Regions from separate parts of the Oryctolagus cuniculus genome. Here region 2 is linked to region 1. Evidence: chromatin contacts called from public Micro-C data. All regions are on one chromosome and are shown on one strand. Each heading gives the region's core, a stretch centred on a gene start, on an enhancer-like site or on the middle of the called end of the contact. The rest is flanking DNA. Distances are from core to core; before and after follow the strand shown.

Region 1 (5,598 bases), core at 1,573-4,072:
ATCATTACACCAAGGATACAACTTGGTTATCATTCTAAATTATTAATTTAAAAGGCATTCACCAGTACAGATCAGTATGCAAAAACTGTCACCTCTTGCAAAATTACTCATCATTTGAAAGGAACTATTAAAATCGCTGCCTCCAAGGGCTGGCGCTGTGGTGTAGCCAGTGAGGCTGCCGCCTGCAGTGCAGGCATCCCATATGGGCGCTAGTTGGAGTCCTGGCTGCTCCACTTCCGATCCAGCTCTCTGCTGTGGCCTTGGAAAGCAGTGTAAGATGGCCCAAGTCCTTGGGCTCCTGCATTCCTGTGGGAGAACAGGAAGAGGCTCCTGGCTTCTGGCTTCAGATTGGCCCAGCTCCAGCCATTGCAGCCATTTGGGGAGTAAACCAGCAGATGGAAGACCAATCTCTCTGCCTCTGCCTCTCTGTAACTCTGCCTTTCAAACAAATAAATTAAAAAAAAAAATGGCTGCTTCCCACTCAGTCTTCAATTCATTTTATAAACATATTAAGTAGTTGGATACTTAAAATAAACAAAAATGCGACATCAAACTTGAGGTCAGGGTTGTTATGCCTTACTTATCTTCGAATTCAAAGCGGTACTCAGTAGATGTCTAGGTTTAATCTACTTGTATGAAACGTTTCGGGAGCCTGGCCCCAGCTCAGAGTGTGTTAGAAGAAGGGTGGGACATGAACTCAGGCTTCCTGATTCCTAGTCCAATATTTCTGGTTTGAAGATATTCTCATTCAGGCGCACACAGTGCTACAGCTGCGAGCCTGAAAGCTGCGGAAGACCCACCGCCATCTCTCCCTCGTACCGCTAATGAGAATCAGCAGCTGTGCTCCCACAAGGGGACTCTGTATATGCATGCTTGTGGCGCCCAAGCCAAAAGGGCAGATTTTAGATTCCTGAGTGTCTAAGAAGGCCCCTTAAACACCCTCAATAAAAACACCTCCGCCCAAGAATGCAAGATAGGAGCTCACATCTTTCCTCGGCATTTTGTTGTTGTTTCCAGGTTTTTTAAAATTTCATTTAAGTTATACAAGTTTCATATTTCCTTGGCATTTTTAAAAGAGCACTATTCATTTGTTCAGTGCCAGAATGATGGTGGCAAGTTCTGGGAAGGAGGGGTCAGAAAGAACGATGGGACTTTCCCAGTTCATTTTTCCCTCTGAGATGTGGCAAGGGTCACATTCTACACAGAGCTACTGCAACAGGTTCCAGTTCTGGTGCCTGGATTCCAGTTGCATCATTGCTTTAACACGGTCAGCCTTCTCTGCTGTAACCATCTGAATCTCCAAAAGAAACACAAGCAACAGACCAACAGTCCTGTCCTCCGTTAAACAGAGGAATATTTACTTAACAGATTATAGTTGCATATGATATTTCTAGCTCTCCTAGCCCCCTCCCCTGGAGCTTTAGACCACAGTACAATCACCTTCAATTAACAAAGGAGACCAAGCAACGCATATGGTTCACAGCCAGTATGGCATTTTTACTTTCTGGAAGCTACCTATAAAGGGTAAGAGCCATCTCTGGGCTCTGGGTCGCAAGGGAGAAAAATCCTAAGGGAGTCAGTTAAGGAATAAGAGAACAAGGATGAATCCCCCCCCCCCCCCCCCCCGACACACACACACACTAACAGAATCAATCAGACCCTATTACGGTCAAGGAGACTTGCAATTGAGTTTTATACAAACTACAATAAAGACCAGAACAGGGGAAGTGGCAAGAGGTACAAAGTCCCTGGGGAGGGAGCTACCTACTAACCACTTCACTCCCATTTCAGGTGAGGGACATCTAGAAGCCCTGAGTGAAAAAACTCCACCCATACCCGTGGAAATGGGTGCTGCACCGGGCCACGGTCGGCTTATTCGCGCTTCGGCTAAGCCGGCCCTACCCGCCAAGAACGACACCAGGTTAACCAAAGACAGACTTGTGCAACATACAGAGATGGTGGGAACTGGAGGCGCCGGAGTAGGCAGCGACTGATGTTGACTTCGACTGTCACAGGAAGACTTAGGAAACCCCAGGCCAAGGCTGCCTCCAAAGCGTTCCCCCTCCCATCACGCAGAATACCGCAGCTCTCCCGCACCTCACCTGCGTGGAATACAGGTGACTGGCAAGGGGACTTTCCCCAAGCTGCATGCCACAGTCTAGCAATAACCACCCAGGAAGGGCACGCAGTGCGTAAGGGCTGGTGAGGTGCTCGCTCACCCATCGGCTCGCTGAGTCCGGAATCAAAGGACCAGCATCCGGCTCCGTCTCCCCCTCTAGTCTGCGTGACCTCAGGCCAGTCACTCCTCAAAAGCTTACTGTCTTCGTTCCCTTAACTGGAAATTCTCGGCTTATGGGGCGATCGGGGTTGAATTCCATGGCCTCTGTCTGAGGTTTAAAGCTTCTTGGCCAGCTAGCACATGGCAGCACTGAACAAACGACCCGTTGCATAGCCGGGGAAACTGAGGCACCGCGCACGGCGCCCCAAGGTCACTCCGGTTCTGTGGCTGCAGGGGCCAGGCCAAAGCTCAGACCTCCAGAATTCCAGTCCTGGGCTCGTTCTCCGCCGAGCTCAGGAGAGAGGCGCGGAGGGTCCTTGGCCAGGACAGGAAAGGACGGTGCCCATGATAGGGTTGTAAGAGAGGGGGTAGAGGAGGCCTTACCTTCCCAGGTCGGGTCCCGCCACCGAAGCCTCCTTCTCAGAACCTTAACCCGTCACCCCTCACGACTCCTCACAAGCCCCCTCCACTTCTGCCCGGCTCGACGTGTCCACCGCTGCCACAGAGGCCGCGGATTCCCGCCCCTGCCCCGCCCCCCGGCCTCTCTGACCAATCCCGGCGCGAGACTTCCGAACTCCGCCCTCCGTGCGGGCTGGAGAGGCCTTACGTCACGAGACGCTCGTGCTCACTGGAACCTTTCATTTGCCTTTGCCCCACCTTCCCCAGAGTCTAGTCTCCTCTCGGCCAAGTAACCGTGCGAGAGTTCGCCCTGCCGGAAAGCAGCACGCCCCCGCGGCATTTTGCGACATCAGTGGTGACAGGACTTAGGAGTATTCGGCTTGCTCTCCGAGATAGCTGGGAGAAAGCCGACGCGATGTTCGGTGCCGGGGACGAGGACGATACTGACTTCCTGTCGCCCACCGGCGGGTGAGTGGCTGAGAAGCATGCACCAGAGGACATGGCTGAGAGAGACCGGCGGATGGTTGGAGGGGCTTGAGCTCGGGCCTCTTGCCCACTTCCGGGTCCAGAGGTTTGCCACATTACGGTCCTCTGCACGTCTCTGAATCTGGGCAGAGATTACAGCTGTGCTGAGTCTGTCGATCTGGGTTCTGGACTGGACAACTCCCTCGACACAATCATGACCCTGGGGTTCGCCTTTTGCTTTCTGGGTCATAGTTGTTCCAGTGAACTGAGGGTGTTGATGAGCCTGCCTGCCTCGCAGGAGTCAGCTGGGGACAACATGAGACGTTCCATTCCCCGTGGACAAGGCAGTGCCACTTTGGACCTAGGCTCTGGGTGATTCAGAGCCAGCATTTTTCAAAGCCTAGCTTGGATGTCATTTTTTGGTGTGTGTGTGTGTGTGCTTTCCTTTCTCCGCAGAAGGCAGGATGACTTGCTCTCTCTTCCTTATTCCCACGGCGGGGCGTGTTTGTATCTAGCTTTGCACACCGAACCTACCAGATTCTGAGCCCTGACAGGACAGAAACCTGCATGTGGAGTTCGTCCCTGTCGAGCGCTCAGCGTGGTACCTGGCGTAGTGAGTGCTTAGGCAGTGCTTGTTGAACGAATTCTGGTGGTGGATTTGCGCTTAGTAAACCCTGAAGTTTAAAGCGAATGGGAGGAGACTGTGGTTGTTATCCCCTGTCTGCAAACATTATATACACCCATGGGGTAGAAACCTTCAAAGGATAGGGCGTTAATCTCTTTAAATAGTCAGTGTAGCTCTTTTCCTTGTGTTAGCAGTGGGCACCTTGCTTTGTGGGCGACCAAGCTCTAATCCTTGCAGGGACTTTGTCTGAACACCTGCTCAAGAAGTTTTGTGCGTGTTGAATGTCCTGAAGAACGGTGAATGAATGCCCCAGCATGCATCCCTCATTCTCCTGAATGCTAAAAGGTTCCAATGACGATTAAGTCACCGGGCCTGCCCTCATTTTGCAGACCTATTGGAGAGTTCAATCCATGAGTGACCATAAAATGGCTCTATTTTGGCCTTAAGTGATATCTTTTGGGCAAACATTGGGTGTTAGTGGTTCAGACACTGCTTGGGATGAGCTTATCCCGGATCAGAGGGCCTGGTTTGATTCCAGCTTCCTGCTTGTGTGCGCCTGGGGAGGCTGCCCGTGAGGCTCAAGTCAAGGAGCTGGGTCCCTGCCACCCACGTGGGCGACCTGGATCGGGTTGCTGAGGCTGTTGTGGGCATTTAGAGGAGTGAACCAGTAGATGAAAGTGCAGGCTCTCACTCTCTCCCTATCTCCCTCCCTCCCTTCCTTCCTTTCAAATAAATAAAATGAATGTAAAAATGTTCACGAGATCTTTTGACACTCACTGACTAACTCTGTATTATGTATCTTTAAGTTTTGTCACCCTCAACATTCCCTGCCACCCTGTCCCCCTGCTGTCTGCAGCCACCTGGTTCCACTTTCAATTCTTTCAGTTGCTCATTTTAGAGTTAAGCAGTGCTTGTTTCTTTCTTCCTGTTATACCCAAATCATTTGCAGCTTCCCTGCATGCATTGGGTCTTTTGAAAACTTTTTGAATGTGAAATGCACTTAAAATCTGCATTCTTTGCTTTGTGAAAAGGAACACTAGGGCTTCCAACTCTCATCCATCGGAACTCCACTGCTTAATGAAAATTACAGGGTAGATGACAGTCAGGTGCTCTTTTGCAGATCCCCGGATCGAGATAAGTTCTTTTTTATTTTTCTCATTTTCTTGGAAAGGCAGAGAGAAAGACTTTCCATCCACTAGTTTACTCCCCAAATGTCCACAGCAGCAGAGGCTGGGCCAGGCTGCAGCTAGGATCCCAGGATTCAATCCAGATCTCCCACATGGATAGCCAGGGACCCAAGCACTTAAGCCAGGAATTTGCTGGAAGTGGAGGAGCAAAGCTGCAGGCACTCCATATGGGATTTGGACACCCCTAGCGGCATCTTAACCTTTGTGCCAAATGCCCGCCCCTCCAAGATAAGTTCTTGGTGGCTCATCTCTTTTGCTTTCTTGAGCAGGCTTACCAAGGACCTAACACTTTTTAACCCTAGACATGTGACTGGGCTCCTAGGCATAGATAAAGGCTAACTTGATAAATAAAAGACTTAGCATGGACAGTGATGCAGACAATTATTTATTGTTCTCAGCAATAACCAGGAAAGTGGAATCAAAGTTAAGATTGAGAATATAGCACGTTTTCTGAGCTGGTGATTTAGCTATTCCTCCCATGGCTTCTCTGAGGAAGTAGAACACATGACAGTGAACACTGCAGCTGCTTCTCTGTTCCTCTTTTCTAATTTACTATAAATCCACTTCCTGAATGTTCTTGTCTCTTGACTTAAATGTATGACTGTATTCTGCTTAGGATATTCAAGCCTAATTGAAGGGAGGGT
Region 2 (5,598 bases), core at 1,781-4,280, 170 kb before region 1:
AGAAAGGAAGCCGAGCATACACAGCTTAAGGACCTTGTGAGGAAGAGTCTAGATGCTAAGTTACCTTCAGGATCCACAGAGGTTTGGCATGGTGAGCCCAGGATCCGAGGATGGCCCCTCTCAATCCGGCGGAAAGATGCCCAGCATTGCGGATGCTGACAGAGAGCTAAGTTGCAGGTGGTTTCATCCCACTGGGTCTCATCTGGCAAGTCCATAGCTGTAAAAGGTTTAGGACAACGGCCAGCCCTGCAGTGTTCTACCCCTCTGGGAAATCAACAAATAATAATTAGGGAATATTACACATAAACCATGCAGTATTTGGACTCAATGCACAAAATATTTCTACTGAACTTTCATTGGTAAATGGTCATTGGATAAGTAAAGGTTGGGAAATAAACAGGCATGAAAACATCTCAGAGCGACATAAGAGTTTGGGGACGGAGTTCAGAAGGTCTCCTCCTAATTGGTCATTCATTTAATATCTGAGTGGTCTGGGACTTTAATCTGAGCCTCAGTTTCCTCGTATGTAAAATGGGGATAAGCCTATTAAACAGACATTACCAAATTAGTTAATAAATATTAAAGGCTTGACATATAGGCTAAAATAAGCATTAGCATCATTTCCAGTTCTCCTTAGTCAATGATCAGGGAGAAGGTGCCATTATCTCCAAAAGCCTTAAATTAAAACCAATGTAGTCATACAATCACTTTAGATGACTCAAACCTTGGGAAGGCAGGCTTCCTTTTCCAGTATGAGGGTACTTCAAAATGTTCATGAAAAATGGCATTAAAAGAGACGTTCTTTAGTGCAAAATCATTTTGAAATCCATGCAGAGATTCTTCAAAGTTTTTATGAAAAATGAGAACTATGAAAAAACTACACATGGGTTTGAAAATATTTTGCTCCAAAATAAACCTATCTTTTAATTCCACATTTCTGCAGACTTACCCCCATGCTGATTCCCATGCAGGCAAAATCCCAGCAATGCATGGGTTTGAACACTCAAATAGCAAATCAGTAGACTTGTAGTTGCTTCGGAGGTCATTACTTTTTCATTTACTGGCTGTAAGCATAAGGTCTTAGGCAAGTGACTTCATCTTAGCCTGTTTCCTCACGTAACGTGTGTGGTTGGGGCAGGCGGCTGGCTGTGTGTGTGTGTGTGTGTGTGTGTGCGTGTGAACCCCTAAGCAGAACTGTGGAATCGTTAAATAAGATAATACACTTGAATTGCTGGTATTATGGGTGCTCAGAATCTTCTTCCCTCTGCAGACGTTTCAGGCAATCACTACCACTCCATCCCTAATGCTTTTTAAGGACAGTGTCCACTTCTTCTTTCTTTTATCCAACATGTTTATTGACTACCAAAGATATGAGAGGGCTCGTTTGGGGCACGGAGAACACTGATAAGCAAACCATGTTCTGAACACCTTGTCAGATCAAAGACAGCGAACTATTGGCCTTGGATTGTACCCAACCTGACCTGCTTAGTTTGGCAGGCACTTTGAGCCTACCAAAAATCGAAATAGTCCCTAATATCCAGATTTCTGGCTCCTCTTACAGATCAAAACATCTGACAACACTGGGCCCAATTCCAACTACACAGCAATTGGCTGAAGCGTTCCAGCTCCTGGCATCTCTACGCCCAGTCTGCCCTAGCCAAGTACAGTAGGACCCCCACGAGGTCCTGGTCTCTAGCTCAAGTTTGGTTGCCTTTTACCATGGCATGTGCTCTGCTGTTTTTCTAATAGGGAAGTATCTCGCTCTAATCATGTATCCATCAAAAGCAAGAAAAATTTGAGACAGCATGTTTCAAGGGGAAAAAAACAACTGGATTAGTTCTCAGTGGCAGTAAGAATTTCCACATACCTAATGTGAAAGGAATACAACTTGAAGTGCCACTGCAGGAGCCGCAGTGTCGTGGGGAAAGCCGCCACCTGCAGTGCCAGCATCCCATATGGGTACCGGTTCCAGTGCCGGCTGCTCCACTTCTGATCCCGCTCCCTGCTAATGTACCTGGGACAGCAGCTGAGGATGGCTCAAATGCTCGGGCCCCTGCACCCACGTAGGGGCTCCTGGCTTCATCCTGGCCCAGCTGGGCACAGCCATTTGAGGAGTGAATCAGCAGATGGGAGATCTCCTTCGCTTTCTCTTTTATATATATATATATATATGCACATATATATATATCAAATATCTAAATCTTAAGTAGTTGGGTCCTGGCCATCCACGTGGGAGACCTGGATTGAGTTCTAGGCTCCTGGCTTCCACCTGGCTCACCACCCATTGGCCAGCATCTGGGGACTGAACCTGATGTAAGATTCCTCTCTCTCTTCCCAAATAAAAAAGATTTGTTAATTACAGAAGAGGAAGAGGAAGAAGAAGAAACCCTTGGGTATGATTTTGCCTGGGAAAGGTGTACGACACACAATGTAATGAACTAAAACTAAACGCAATTTTAACAAGGCTGTTTTAAATGGGACGATGCAGTATTTTAAAAGCGGCTGCTCCCGCCCTTTCCTGCCCAGCCCGAAATGAACCTCTAAGTCTGGTCAGGCGCATCCCGCTGTGAACAAGAGCTCAAGGGAAAAAAAAGGTAACTCCCCAAAAAAGCCTAGCTAACACCTATCCTTGGTAAGGATTAGCACAGCGCCGTGAGGGGCGGAAAGATGGATGGACATCGGCAAGCGCTGGGCTGAAGAAAGATTCCCCGCTGCGTTCTGGAACAGGAAAAACACTGTGGCTGTCGGGAGGGAGCGGTTCCGCCTCGCAGGGTCCCGGCTCCTCGGGACCACGGCAAAGATGAAACCCCGAGGGTTCCCGAAATCCAGGGGCCCAACGCAGCCCCGCCCGGCGAGGAGCTCGGCGGTAATGGCTCACCAGGCCCCGCCTCTCGTCCGGAGGGGCCCCACCCAGCCGCCTCGGCTCCACGCCTCCGTCTCCCACGCGAGGCGCGAGGCCGCTCCGTCGCCAAGCAACGGCGCAGAGCACGATGGGGCTCGGACGGAAGCCTCCGTGGGCCATACTTAGTTCGAGGCGAAAGCTCTGGACGTAGCGGGAGCGTGAAGCAGAGACACTCTTCTGAGGAAGAACGTGCGGCGTACGGTGGGCGCTGACCGAAAGATCCAGCGAGCCAAAACCGCTACGAGCGCAAAAAGTTCGGGTGCAAAGCGTCTTGAGGTGGAGAGGCGGGGCTGGCGTAGGAGGAAGGCTGGGGGCGCGGGGCACTGTGGGACACGGTGCGGCCTACGTGAGGCGGAACGGAAGCCTCGGAGGGTCAGACAGCAGCGGCGCGGGAAGTCCGGACGCTGGAGGTACCTGGGGAGGAGGCCCTAGGCTCAGACTCAGGCCTCGACCGCGGCCATGGCAGAGAGGCCCGAGGACTTAAACCTGCCCAACGCCGTAATCACCAGGATCATCAAGGAGGCGGTGAGCAGCTCGGGCTGGCGATGGGCCGGGGGCGGACGAGCGGGCAGAAGGGAAGCAGGTCCTGGGCCGGCGGCTTTGCTCACTCCCGCCGTCATCACAGCTCCCGGAAGGTGTCAACATCTCCAAGGAGGCCCGGAGCGCCATCTCACGCGCCGCCAGCGTCTTCGTGCTGTACGCCACATCGTGGTGAGCAGGACAGAGCGAGCCGGCGTCCGGCTGGGTCTAAGGCCTGGAGGGTGGGGGGGAGGCACCGGGAACCGCTGCTGGCAGTTGTGGTCTGGGACCCATGTAAACCCCCCTCCCGGGTCTTCCCGGGTCTGTTCGAACAGCAGACTTAGGTACGGGCAAGGGCAGGGTTTACGCAGGTTACGCAAACATCTGTACGGCCAAGATGTGCCTGGGTTCTCCCTTCCCACCCCTGGGTGCCCCTTTTCGCGTCCTAAAGAGGGAAGGGGGCAGCCGTTTAGAGCCCTTTTTGCTTTGTTTCAGTGCCAACAACTTCGCGATGAAAGGGAAACGCAAGACCCTGAATGCCAGCGACGTGCTGTCCGCCATGGAGGAGATGGAGTTCCAGAGGTTCGTCGCCCCGCTGAAGGAGGCCCTGGAAGGTAACGACCCCCGCGTGGCTTCTCTTCTTCTTCACTTTATTTGGAAGGCAGAGAGAGAGAGATCGTTAAACACAGCGAGATCTTCCGCCCTCCGGTTCACTCCCCAAATGCCCAGGTTAGCTATGGCCGGGCCGGGCCGGGCCGGACCCCTGCCCTTCCTCTGGGTCTTCCACGTGGGGAGCAGGGCCCCAAGTATTTGCGCCATCCAAGGTGTTCCGGCAGGAGGCTGGCTCTAAAGTGGCGGAGCCAGGACTCAAACCAGGCACTCCCGTACAGGTATGGGATGCGTGCGTTCCGAGCTGCGCCTTAATCCCTGCCCCCAGTGCCTGCCCGTACCCTTCTGTTTCCCAAACCACATGGAAGACGGGTGACCTGTTGATGTGGCCCTGGGACTGTGAAAGAGTGGCCCAGAAAGCCAGTACCGGATGTGACCGGACGTAGTTCAGTGGCACCACCCGAGACCTCTCGGTGCTGCTCGCCAGGTCCTTTTCTGCTCGTGTCCCTTGGTTTTTCCAGCTGTCCAGTGATGCTGCCGGCTGCGGTCCCCGCTTGTCTCCCCCAGCCCTGTCTCCTAACCCCGCCCCTCTTCCTGCAGCCTATAGGCGGGAGCAGAGGGGCAAGAAGGAAGCTTCGGAACAGAAGAAGAAAGACAAAGACAAAAAGGCGGATTCGGAAGAGCCGGACAAGAGCAGGGACGAGGACAACGATGAAGATGAGGAGAGGCTGGAGGAAGAAGAGCAGAATGAAGAGGAGGAGATTGACAACTGAGTGCTGCGGGAGTCTGGACCTCGGGAGGCAGGTGGGCGGCGGGAGGCAGGCGGGCGGTGGCCGTGGGCTCCGTGTTTGTGCGCTGCTTTGCCCCGGGCTGGAGTGCTGGAGCAGATGCAGGCCGCCAGCCGAACCGGCGCTCCCGACGCCGCGCAGCCGCCTGGCACAGCCCTGTGCCGCTTCCTTGAGCGGGCGGTCGTCACTGAACAGCTCGCTCCGTTAGTCAGTGTGATCTCTCGTGTTGGCTTACATGTATGGCTGGGTAGGTTTTGACCCCCAGTCCTCCTACCCCTGAAGAGAGTCGTAATTCCCCTGCTGCCTGCTGTGTTCCAAGTCTCAGAGGCCATGAGGCTCCAGAAAGCTGGGCTTCCTTGCACACGATGTGGCCGTGGAAACCCGTGAAGTGGTCAGGCGGTTGGCTTTAGGACACTGCTAAGAGAACTGGAGGATTAAAGAAATCTGTTCTGTTGTCTCTCCCCTTGGCAGGAACATCCGTGGGAGTGGATTCTGTTAGACCCGCTCACCCTGGAGCTCATCTGTGTGCCTTAGGCAGCCTGCCTGGGGCGGGCCGGGCCGGGCGCCGCGCTCTGAGCTCACGCGCTCCGGATTGAACAGTGGAGACCACAGGCAGGCAGGCAGGGACGCCGGGGTCTTACGGAGCAGGCGCCTCACTGCCTTCGCCATGTGCACTTGAGAACCTGCTGGAGGCCAAGCCCGCCTCCCGGGCTGGGGCCTGAGCGTCCTCCTTCAGTTCACGGAGAGTTCCAGACCGTCTCCCCTCTAGGCACAGCTCTC

Evidence for each region. Hi-C and Micro-C count contacts between places; a contact is called where the count stands out from the background.
Region 2: a Micro-C map of ear pinna shows a contact between it and region 1, with 5 times the contacts expected there. The contact joins the promoter of C1H9orf43 here to the promoter of SLC31A1 in region 1. A contact is called at or near these places in 2 of 6 Hi-C or Micro-C datasets (ear pinna and an unstated tissue).

Annotation. Positions count from the first base shown.
Region 1 is chr1:216,825,194-216,830,791 of mOryCun1.1, reverse strand. It overlaps SLC31A1 (solute carrier family 31 member 1), which reads right to left and starts at 2,822. Exons shown (of 5, transcript XM_070055763.1): 1 at 2,663-2,822. It overlaps FKBP15 (FKBP prolyl isomerase family member 15), which reads left to right and starts at 2,971. Exons shown (of 28, transcript XM_070055719.1): 1 at 2,971-3,145. The coding sequence starts at 3,093.
Region 2 is chr1:216,999,061-217,004,658 of mOryCun1.1, reverse strand. It overlaps C1H9orf43 (chromosome 1 C9orf43 homolog), which reads right to left and starts at 3,030. Exons shown (of 13, transcript XM_008273415.4): 1 at 2,879-3,030; 2 at 65-264. The coding sequence starts at 215. POLE3 (DNA polymerase epsilon 3, accessory subunit) reads left to right here and starts at 3,287. Exons shown (of 5, transcript XM_070066358.1): 1 at 3,287-3,427; 2 at 3,528-3,613; 3 at 3,917-4,035; 4 at 4,631-4,834; 5 at 5,290-5,598. The coding sequence starts at 3,362. The coding sequence ends at 4,803.